Regions from separate parts of the Mus musculus genome. Here region 1 is linked to region 2. Evidence: chromatin contacts called from public HiChIP or PLAC-seq data. All regions are on one chromosome and are shown on one strand. Each heading gives the region's core, a stretch centred on a gene start, on an enhancer-like site or on the middle of the called end of the contact. The rest is flanking DNA. Distances are from core to core; before and after follow the strand shown.

Region 1 (5,412 bases), core at 1,341-3,840, 560 kb after region 2:
AAAAGATTAGGTAATCTTAGATAACCTAATATCTTGAAAGTATCAAAAAAGAAAATTACTTAAATTCACTATTAAGCCATTAACCCAGTAAATAGAGCCCTTAATACAGACAAAATGCTACAGTAGTACCACTAAGTAGTTCCAAAAACAAGATGGCATCTTTACCATTTATAGACTAGTAGTCTGCTTGAGAAGATTTGCTTGGTAATAGTACCAATAAAAGTCAAGAGAGAAAAAGAATACCAAACATGTTTGTTGTGAATATACTCAACAAATTTCCAGTCAATTTCTTACTCAGTCTGCTTATTCTAGGGAGTATTATACAAAGATAAGCGATCCTTGGGGGTTCAGAACAGAACCAGGGAACCATGGCCAGACAATACTAGACACACTGTAATATTTTATTTTTCTTTGCATGTTATTTTTGTTTTTCATGTTTATTTTCTGCTAGCATGTATGTACATCCATTACATGCATGCCTGTTGCCTAAAGAGGTCAGAAGAAGATATCAGACACGCTGAGACTGGAGTTACAGATGGTTGCAAGCCACCACGGGAGTACTGGGAAATGAACTGGAGTCCCTTGCAAGAGCAGCGTATGCGCTGGCCCTTGTGTTTGTTTTTTTGGTATTTGTTTTGTTTTGTTTTGTTTTGTTTTGTTTTCTTCTTTGGAGGAGAACATGGTTGGTTATGGATTAAATTCAGAGCTTTGTCCATGTCAAGCTCACAGTCTACCTACAACTGAGCAGCACCCACAGCCTGACCTGACCTGTAATAAATACAGTGCCTGGGTAAAGGAATCAACATGGCACAAATTAAGAACACAGATGATACATTTAAATAATAACAAGAGTTCGGGCAACAACAGTTAGCTTTTTGTTGGCCATTCAGAGGTGTGCTTGGAACTGAAAGCATGTATTTTATAGTTAGTTTTAGTTCAGTGATCATTAAAACCTTACCTCTGGCCTTGTGTAGAGAAGGGGAACGGGCTAGAGGGATGGTCCAGCTTGTGGCACAAGCTCTCTCAGAGGACTTGGATTTGGTTCCCAGGACTTAGATGATAGCTCATAACTATGTGGAACTCCCATTCCAGACTATCTGGTATCATCTCTCTTCTGTGGGCTCCAGGCATGCACAGGGTATGCACAGAGATACATGCAGGCAGAGCACGCATACTCATAAAATAAAAATAAACAAATCTAAATAAACACATAATATAAAGGGTTTTTTGTTGTTGTTGTTTTGGTTTCTTTTGTTTGTTTTAAAGGAAGGAAATGAAGTGGGCTAGTCTTGCGCACCGGACTCGACCAGCAAGAACGACGCTGCAACAGGATCCTTCTGCACACGTTTATTGGGAGAGCTTGATTGCAGAGGCGAAAAGACCCTGAGCCCAGAACTGGTGCTGCTTATATAGGCCTAGGAGAGGCGTGTCTCACACCCGGATTGGTTATGCACTATGCCTCATTTGCATGTTCCTCATCTGATTGGCTACTCTCTCTCTCTCTCTGTACCTCACAGAGCCTCATTATCATACCTCATTTGCATGTCTCACATCTGATTGGTTATACTCTCAAAGCCTCATTATCATGCCCGGGCCAGGCAGTGTCTTTGCAAAAAACTTTACTGCATATGTACACATTGGTTGTTTGTCCAAACTTATGCGTGGTGGCCAGCAGTAGTCAATGCCACTCTGCAACGGCACATGTGGCTTCCCACAGGCTAGGACCGTGATAACCTGCATAATGCTGAACATAGTGCTGAACTTCTTGTCACAGAGAGAGGTGGTGCTTGGCAGGACCAAGACTCCTTGAGGAGTTACACACCGTTAATAGTTGCTGGGGAAGAAGAGAAGTCTTCAAATGTGGAGCCACTTATCAGGTATCCATGTTCCTGTAAACCATCCTTCACCCATGCTCCATAAGCAACCCTAATAAGTTTTAAAAAAGAAGGTAGGGCGAGGGTGGGAATGAGGGGAAGGGATCGTTTAGGAAGAGGAAATGGATCTGTGGGAGGAGGTTGGGGAGGGGGGTATGACAAGAAGAGCCACGTGATCAAAATACGTTAGTTACATACATGTACGAAATAACATGATCAAATCTATTATGCATGATTAATATGCATCAATAAAAAGATTAGTATAAAAAAAAAAAACAAGTTAGAGCCAGGCGGTGGTGGCGCACACCTTTAATCCCAGCACTCAGGAGGCAGAGGCAGGCGAATTTATGAGTTTGAGGCAACAAAGTGAGTTCCAGGACAGCCAGGGCTACACAGAGAAACCCTGTCTCAAAAAACCAAAAGGAAAAAAAAAAAAAAGTAAGTATCATAGTCGGCTTTGGTTGTAGCTTAGTGATAGAATGTTTGCTTGCCTTGTATATGTAAGGGTCTAGGTTCAATCACTGTTCGGCAAAACACAAAAAGAATGAGAGGGGGAGGGGGAGAGAGGGAGCCAGCATAAACTGATGCTGGGGTTGTGGGGAAAATCTAATGTGTAGCAAAGGTAAGCTGGCATTGTGAGAGGCTAGGGCAGCCAGCCGACGTCTGGCCGAGGAATCTGGGAAAAGGCTCTCCCAGAACGTGAGATTCACATAGGAGTCTACATCTGGGGAGAGGAATAAGATGAAATTCCAGGCTAAGGAGAGTTGGAGTAACAGCTGAGCAGTGTTGCTCCAGGAAGTTTGGAGGGCGAGCGAAGGAGCACAGGGGCAGCTGTGTTTCGAGAGGTCAGCGTGTGGAACGCGTGTACTCACTCCTTGGGGAGAATTCTGTGCAGCCACGTTTCAAGTATCAGTTGTGAGTTTGAGGAAGAAAGCTTGCAGAAACTCTCTGTGGGAAAGGGTGAGGCTCAGCCCTTTTCCAGGTCAGGGCTCCAAATGACTGCTGCGTTCAAGGACTGGGGAGCAATGTCTACATCTTGCCCAGGCAAGAGAAGGAGATGGGAGGATAGAGTTTCCTTCCCACGGACCCTAGGAAATCTTTAACTCAGACCCCTACCTGACCCATACACTAAAGAAACACTCATTAATCATCTAATTATGAAAACTCTGGCTTCTAACTTGAACAAATTTATAAACTAGTTATGACAGCTTTTCGGAAGAAAAAATACCTTTCCTCATCCCGTAAATTAAAAGAGTGGTCTTAAGTTATAGATATTTACGGTGAGAAAAACTTGGAAATTGTTCAAAAGCCTAACATGGAGGAAGAAATTAGTTGTGACTTTATAATTATTTGCATTCTGATATAATATGTTTGTTCTTCCGAGTAGATAAATTTAAAAATGGTGTTTTTCTTCCACAAGAATCTCTGAGGCTTCCTTATTTACACAGCTCAGTGATTTATGAGACACATTTTTATGCTCTTGTTTTTTTTTTTAAAGCAAAAACAAAAATGCTTAAGAATTGTTATTCTTGGAAATAGTTGTGTTCACTAAAGAATAGTGCTCTTTCTTAAAAATGCTTAACTGTGTTCTTCCACTAAATTTTGCTTCTGATTTATTAAACATTTTTTAAAGAAGCATTAATGATGAGATATACTTTGCTTGTAAAAACAGACAGACAACAGACAACCAGAAATATTCAAGTAACCATCTAAATAGGGATGTTAAAAGTCCCTTCGTGTCCGCTGCTCTTTGCAGGAAGAATTAAAGTTTTCCTGTAAAAACGCTGGCAAATGTTTAGGAAGGTTTTTATTGGCTCGTGGACAGAGATAGGGTTTTCTCAAAAGACAGGCAGCGAGGATCCCATGTGCCAGTGTTAGGGGCGAGGCAGCCATGCTAGACACAGAGTGGGGGTTCTTCTCAGTAATTTGAACTTTTACCCCAGAGAATCTGTCACTAAATGTGTGCACCAGCCGTGTTCATACTTGATCCATGCTCAGCAAAAGGCAGTCCAGGCATGTTAAAGTTTATCTTAATTTAAGAAGTTGAGTCCAGCAGGATAAGAAAACCCCTCCCACACCCTCAGCCCCTATCTTCCTGCTTCCCCCACCTGTTAAAAACAGATGTGCTCCAGTTTAAAACGTGTTGGTATCTTTTCTAACAGTGTGGGAGATCAATAAGGAGACAGGCAGAGATTCAACTCAAATTTTCCTTACGAAGAGCAAGTGTTGCTTTGGGCAGGAACTTATACCCCAAGGGTTTCCTCCCCAAAGCTTTGACTTTGATCATTATGTACAGGCAGAAGAATTACATTAATGCCAGATAAACTTTATCACAAAGATACTGTGTTATATTTTGAAATATGTTCACATTCTTGAAAGAAAATGTAACATGTCCATTAAAATGAATTTTACTGGAAGATAATATGAAAAGTTCAAATGGTTTTGGAGTCCATATTGCACCTTAGGAAACCAGGCTGGGACATGGTAGTACGTGGCTTTAAATCCAAGTGCTGGAGAGGCAGAGGCAAAGACAAGTGAGTCTCTGAGTCTCAGGCCAACCTGAACTATCTGGTGAGACCCTGACTTTAAAAAGAAAATAAATAAATAAATAAATAAATAAATAAATAAATAAATAGTACATAGAAAGGGGAAAAAGAACTAATTTTGGCATAGTATATAGAAAAACGACAATTTTCTTAAAATGCTATTTTAAAACTCCTGTGTTAAACTATGTATCTATATATGGCCTTAAAAACAAACAAATGGGCTGGCGAGATGGCTCAGTGGTTAAGAGCATCGACTGCTCTTCCGAAGATCATGAGTTCAAATCCCAGCAACCACATGGTGGCTCACAACCATCTCTAACAAAATCTGATGCCCTCTTCTGGAGTATCTGAGGACAGCTACAGTGTACTTACATATAATAAATAAATAAATCTAAAAAAATCCAAAAACTAAAAAACAAACATAACTTCAACCTAAATATTTAACAATAGACTATGGGAATCAAGACATGTTTTGTCTGTATGTACATCTGTATACCACAGGTGTACAGCGCCTTTGGAGGACAGAAGATGGTATCAGACTCCCTGGAACTGGAGTTACAGTTTTGAGCTATCAAGTTGGTGCTGGGCATAGAACTCAGATCCTTGGGAAGAGCAGCCAGAGCTCTTAAACATTGAGCCCTCTCTCTAGTTCAAAGCCAATTTTCCTAATGGGGCAGGGGTTGGTAAACTCATTTTCATTAAAACAGTTTTTCAGTGCTGATGTGTAATGGGGGTTGGAACAGCTAGTTAAATTAAATTAGATAATTTGTAAACTCAAAATTAGACTTGGGGTCAGGTGTGTTTAAGAAGGAATTAAGTAAAGTTGAGCAAGTTCCTTTACTTAGGGAAGGCCTCAAAACTCTTGGGACAGCAGTTAATTTTACAATTGCTCAAGAAAAGATAGTGTAGTGTTGTTCAAATATGCACAGACACTTCTCCACAAAAGTACTGGAACAAAGTTTGGGAATTGCAGAGACAATCAACAGCTCAAT
Region 2 (5,047 bases), core at 1,534-4,033:
TTCAACAGTGCACTTGCCTATATAAGGAAACGGAATGTTGTGTAGTTTGTTAATAAAATGTGTGGGTGAAAATGTCATCCTTTTTAAAACAAGAGTCTAAGTATATTGTCACCACCTTGATCTCTTTGCCATGTTTGTGTACCGTATTCAAGATCTGAGGCAGAAGCAACTCCAATGTGGACCCAGGTTGGCATGTGCCGCATTGTTTAATCTTGCAGGATTTATTTTTCTAGGATATAGGTGTTTAGTACATATAAGCATACCACCTCGCCTTGAAGATGTCTTTTGTTTTTATGTTGCAACAGTAAAAGTGCAAACTGTTGATTTTTCAACTCATGTATCAATCCCCTCCCCTCCTTTCACATCCTCACCTCTCTTCCCTTCCCCTCTCCCCTTGGTTTTGTTGGTGTAGGAGCAAGACTCTGGCTTCTTGTGTAAGCAGGACAAGCCCTCTCCTCGAGCTCCTTCCCGTCCCACGCTTTACTGTCTTGATGCTTTCAGCTGATGCATTTTTGTTTGCTTTTATTTTGAAGGGTCGTGCTGTCTGCTTCTTAAAAGCAAATCCCCATGATTTCAATGAAAACCACTTTTAAAACTCCAGTCCGGGCGCTGGCAAGATGTCTCTGAAGGTAGTGGTGCCTGACGGCTTGAGTTTGAGCTCCTGAACCCCCATGGAGGAGAGAGAGAGCCACACTTTATAAGTTGTCTCCTGACTTTCACACACATGCAGAGGCATAGGCCGTCATTTGTGTGTGCTCTGCCCACCCAGAAAACAAACCTAAAACCGGAGGAAACCATTCGAGAAGCCATCAAGAAGACAGGCAGGAAATAGAGGCTGGTCTCTCTTTGCAGAGAGCTACTGGGTCTGGTACTCTCCATCACTCTGTCAGTCACACCACACACACATACACACACCCTTCTCTCTCTCCATTTTCCTCCCCACCCCTGTCAGGTGTGTTCACCTTAATTAAATTATCACTTCCGGGACATGAAGAAGCAGTTTCTTCTCTTGGCTTTACCAAAGAGTAGTAAGTTCTACAAATTAGCTTAGGCTCAGATGAATTCTGGAGAGCAGCCACTTCATGTAGAATATGGCGAGTAGCAAATAACCGTACTGGAAAGTGTGGCTTCTGCAGAGTTGTGTGTACATTGTGCAAATGTATTTCTCACAAAATAGGTTGTCAGCCTTCTGAGTTCTGAGTGGTTTGGTTGAGACATGTGATTTGGGCTGTGAAATTCTAATTGCTGTGCATTCATTGAGATCCAGAGTCTCCATTGCTGCCAGGCATTGCTAGTCAGTCATCCTGACAGAATGGGTTGTGATAGAGTATGACGTATTTTTAATTGAAAATAATTTCTTTGTCATGTGGTGGACTCTGACCTGTTTCCTTCTCCTTTATCCAGCCCCTTTTCTTCTTCCACCCACTCCATGCCTTTCACTCTCTTTAGAAAACAGGCTTTTGCCTTGATACGAACAAGATAAAATAAATGGAGGTGGGGAGAAAGTAGGAAAATCAACATTGTGTGTGTGTGTGTGTGTGAGTGTATATGAGCACACACACACACATGCACGCACATACACACCGTAAAGAGAAAATCCAAAGCCATACTACATAAGCAAAAAGCATGTAAGGTGAATAAAAATGCCCAAAGCAATCCAAGACAAAAAGTCTATGGAAATACCACTGAGTTCATTTTGTGTTGGACTTCTCCTCCTGGGCAATGAGACTGCCCTTGAGTGTGGTTTGTCTACCCTGGTTGAGACTCCATTGGTGAAGTGGTTGACATTTGGAGACAGCTTCTGGGGTGTGGATGAGGGCTGTGCTCACTTCCCGGCTCAGCACTGGGACCCCGTGTGGCTTGGACCTGTGCAGACCCTGTGTGTGCTGTCATGGGCTCTCTTGAGTTTGCATGTGCATCAGCCCTGCTGTGTACATAATCAAGGCCATGTTTCCTTGGTGTCTTCCATCACTATTGGCTTTTACATTCTTTTTGCCTCTCCTGAGCCCTGGCAGAAGGGGTTTGATGAAGACTTTAAGTAATAAATAACATCAGCTCACTGACAGCTATGAGCATAAAACATAAGGTTTACTTCATCTTGAGTTATGTGTCATCTGCGGAGGCCAGAGGTGCTGGGTCCTGGGGTCTGTGGTTCATAGGTGGTTGTGAGTTAACTTTTAAACACGTGTTCTCTGGAAGAGCAGCAATGACTGAGCCTTCTCTCCATCACCAAAAGCTTTAACTTTAAAAAGAAAATAGTGTTTAAAATACTTAAAGATATTTTAAATGTGCATTTTACACTTAAAAAGTTTTATTGTTTGACATATGAAGAGTCTTTGAAAAGACATTTCTCTAATCTTTAGAAACTCCAGGGGTGAAACCTTGTTTGAATGATTCTTAAAAGACCTTTCTCCAGGGCAGAGGTTACTAGTCAATGCCATGCGCCCTACATGATCAATTGGAGGTGTTTGCAAAGTTAACATCCCAGACGCAGTATCCAGAAGCCCCGGCCCCGTAAGTCTGCCCCAGTGACAGTCCATTTTCTGAGTTGAAGTTGTGGACTGACGTGTTGCCGGGAGTCCTCGCTCTTTGCACACATGTGATAGAAAATCGAGGAAATTAGCACACGTATGTAAGATTTCAAGGCATATAAAATTAGGTTGTAGGACTTAGGCAGTTTTTAGTTTGAGGCCTTGCCTTATGAATTAGGTGTTGAACACCTTTCTAGTTTTGATACCTCACTACCTATGACGTGACTGTAGAGCCAAATGACCAGAGTGTGGCAGTATTGGGACAGAATGTCACTTACTTTCTCCATTGTGATTAAAAAGAACATGAGTGTTTATCTCCCTCACACCAGCGATTTTTCTGACTGAACACATAGGATTTCTTTCTACTGGCATCTTCCCCTCCCCATCCTTGTAGTTTACAGTGACAGGCAGCTTTGTGTTACGGAAAGGAGTGACTTGGTACTCCAAAACAAGTTTAGACACAATGCTTAACCGAAGCCTCCGACTTCTTGCCTGTTTATTGGGAAGCACAGTCAGGGACCTGAGGTTCCAGGAGACCCAAGATAAGCATCCGTCCATCAAATGGCTGTTCTTCCTGACCTGCCGGTTAGCTTAACATTTACCTTCAAAAGCTGAAATAAGCTATTGTGTGACACCATCATATCTTTAAGTAACTTTGAAAGTCAGGGTGCCTAGGATCATATTAAACTACTGTTTATTCTTCTTTGTTACAATCAGAATTAAAGCAAAAGTTGCTTATGTGACATTTTTGTTTTGCTACTGTTACACATGGAGGCAACAAAGCATTCTAGCTTCAGCTGTTAGGAGGCTCACAGATCCTTCTGAAAAGGGGGCCCTCTGGCCAGCCTGTGGATTTCCTGTGGATTGATGTAACTCTTTTATGTACAAATGAGACAGTGCCCTGAAGTCCTGGATAGGGGAGTGAGTAGGACATCAACACGTTGTTTCTTATTCCAAGCTGGATTTCCTGTGCAGCTTCTGTTACTGAGGGTTAACTTTGGATTTAAACGAACATCTTTACTTCAAAAAGGAAACATTTAAATGAAAGGGTATGTCTGTTAGTCTCCACTATGGTGATAATTCAGGTCCAGTAAACATGGTCAAGTGTGCCTGCTTATGGTATTTGAAGGAATGATGGTTTTACTTGTGTATAAATATATCTTATACTCTATCCCCTGTTTTACCTTTAAAAGTAGTTCAACATGTTCATATGCATCTGCACACACATGTGTATACATACACCCACACATTAAAAAAGAAGTTTCTCTACCATGGCTCTGGGGGAAGTCTTTCTCTTTCCTCCTATCTTAATATTTTCACTCCAAATATCATTTCTGTCAATCCGATTAAGATAGTTCTTTGATTATCAACTTTTATATCTTTAATTTAGTATTTTTCTCAATGCTTACCACAGAACTCAGAAAACTCAGCAATGGGTGGAATCAATTCTGCTACCCGGGTCTCTGTGGATAGAAAGATGTTTTCTGACCTTTAGCTCTTAAGTTTAAAAGAAGTTTCATTTATAAACTGGAAAATGTGTTTGTTAAGGGAGAAGTTGTATGTGTGTGTGTGTATACACACACACACACACACACACACACACACACATGCATACACACATACACATTCATATATCCATATATATGTATATATATATATATACGTATAACCCATATATATATATATACATATATATGTATATATATATGGGTTAGAACAATTGAACTCGAAGTTTTCAGGTACCTTTTGCTTGAAACAGGGCTAAAATTAGGTCTTAAAGAGTAAATAGAAATATGTGGGAGGCTTATTAATCATTAAATGTTTTTATTTTTGTAAGGTGTCATTTTTAGATTTGATATTTACTTACGTGTGTGGGGGTGTATATACATGTGTGTGAGAGTGCCTGCAGAGGCCAGAAGAGGGTCCTAGAGTCTGACACCAGTCCTCTGGAAGAACAGCAGGTCTCTTAACAGCTGAGCCGTCTCTCCAGCCCCTGGTGTATTCTTTACATTTGCTGACAGGGTAGTAGGTTTCATTCTGGCATTCTCACATGCAGCTTGTTTCCGTCGCTCTTTGCTCTTCTTCCCATCTAGCACCCCTCTCACCCTAAGGAGTCATCTGACTCTTGCATTCTGTTTGCCTCTTTTGATATTCTTCAGAAGGAGCTAGTTACCTTTCCGATTCTCATCCCACTTCATTTGAGCCTCACTGTGGGTCTCAGTCGTTCTATTCATGCCTCATCTCTCTGCCTGGGGTCAGGTCTCTAGTATAATCATAGTCTCTATGTATCTTGAACGTAGTGTCTTCTCTTTTTAAAAATGTTAATATTTTTTTGAAATTATATACCATCCCCCTCCCTTTTCCTTACTCTAGTGCCCCCATGAACCTCTCTTCTTCTCTCAAATCCATAATCATCTTTAGTTGTTGTTATACAACCTGCTGAATGTGTATAATTTACTTGAATGTATGTGATCTCAGTGCTGACCACTTGGTATTGGAGAACCAGTTGTGGGACT

What was found. HiChIP or PLAC-seq counts read pairs in DNA pulled down with a chosen protein or histone mark.
Region 1: a contact with region 2 is called in an H3K27ac HiChIP or PLAC-seq map of embryonic stem cells, with 4 times the contacts expected there. The contact joins two enhancer-like sites. A contact is called at or near these places in 1 of 39 promoter capture datasets (hippocampal neurons), 5 of 484 Hi-C or Micro-C datasets (the C2C12 cell line, cortical neurons, cranial neural crest and 2 more), 5 of 115 datasets of contacts at active chromatin or transcription factors (embryonic stem cells and trophoblast stem cells) and 1 of 9 other capture datasets (embryonic stem cells).

The regions. Positions count from the first base shown.
Region 1 is chr14:105,867,846-105,873,257 of GRCm38.p6, forward strand. No RefSeq gene overlaps it. Among named protein-coding and RNA genes, the nearest start is that of Spry2, 26 kb to the right of the region's middle. Within about 2 kb of position 2,591, at least 24 of the 459 cell types and tissues checked have an H3K27ac peak or open chromatin away from gene starts, as enhancers often do.
Region 2 is chr14:105,311,273-105,316,319 of GRCm38.p6, forward strand. No RefSeq gene overlaps it. Among named protein-coding and RNA genes, the nearest start is that of Gm24207, 37 kb to the left of the region's middle. Within about 2 kb of position 2,784, at least 16 of the 459 cell types and tissues checked have an H3K27ac peak or open chromatin away from gene starts, as enhancers often do.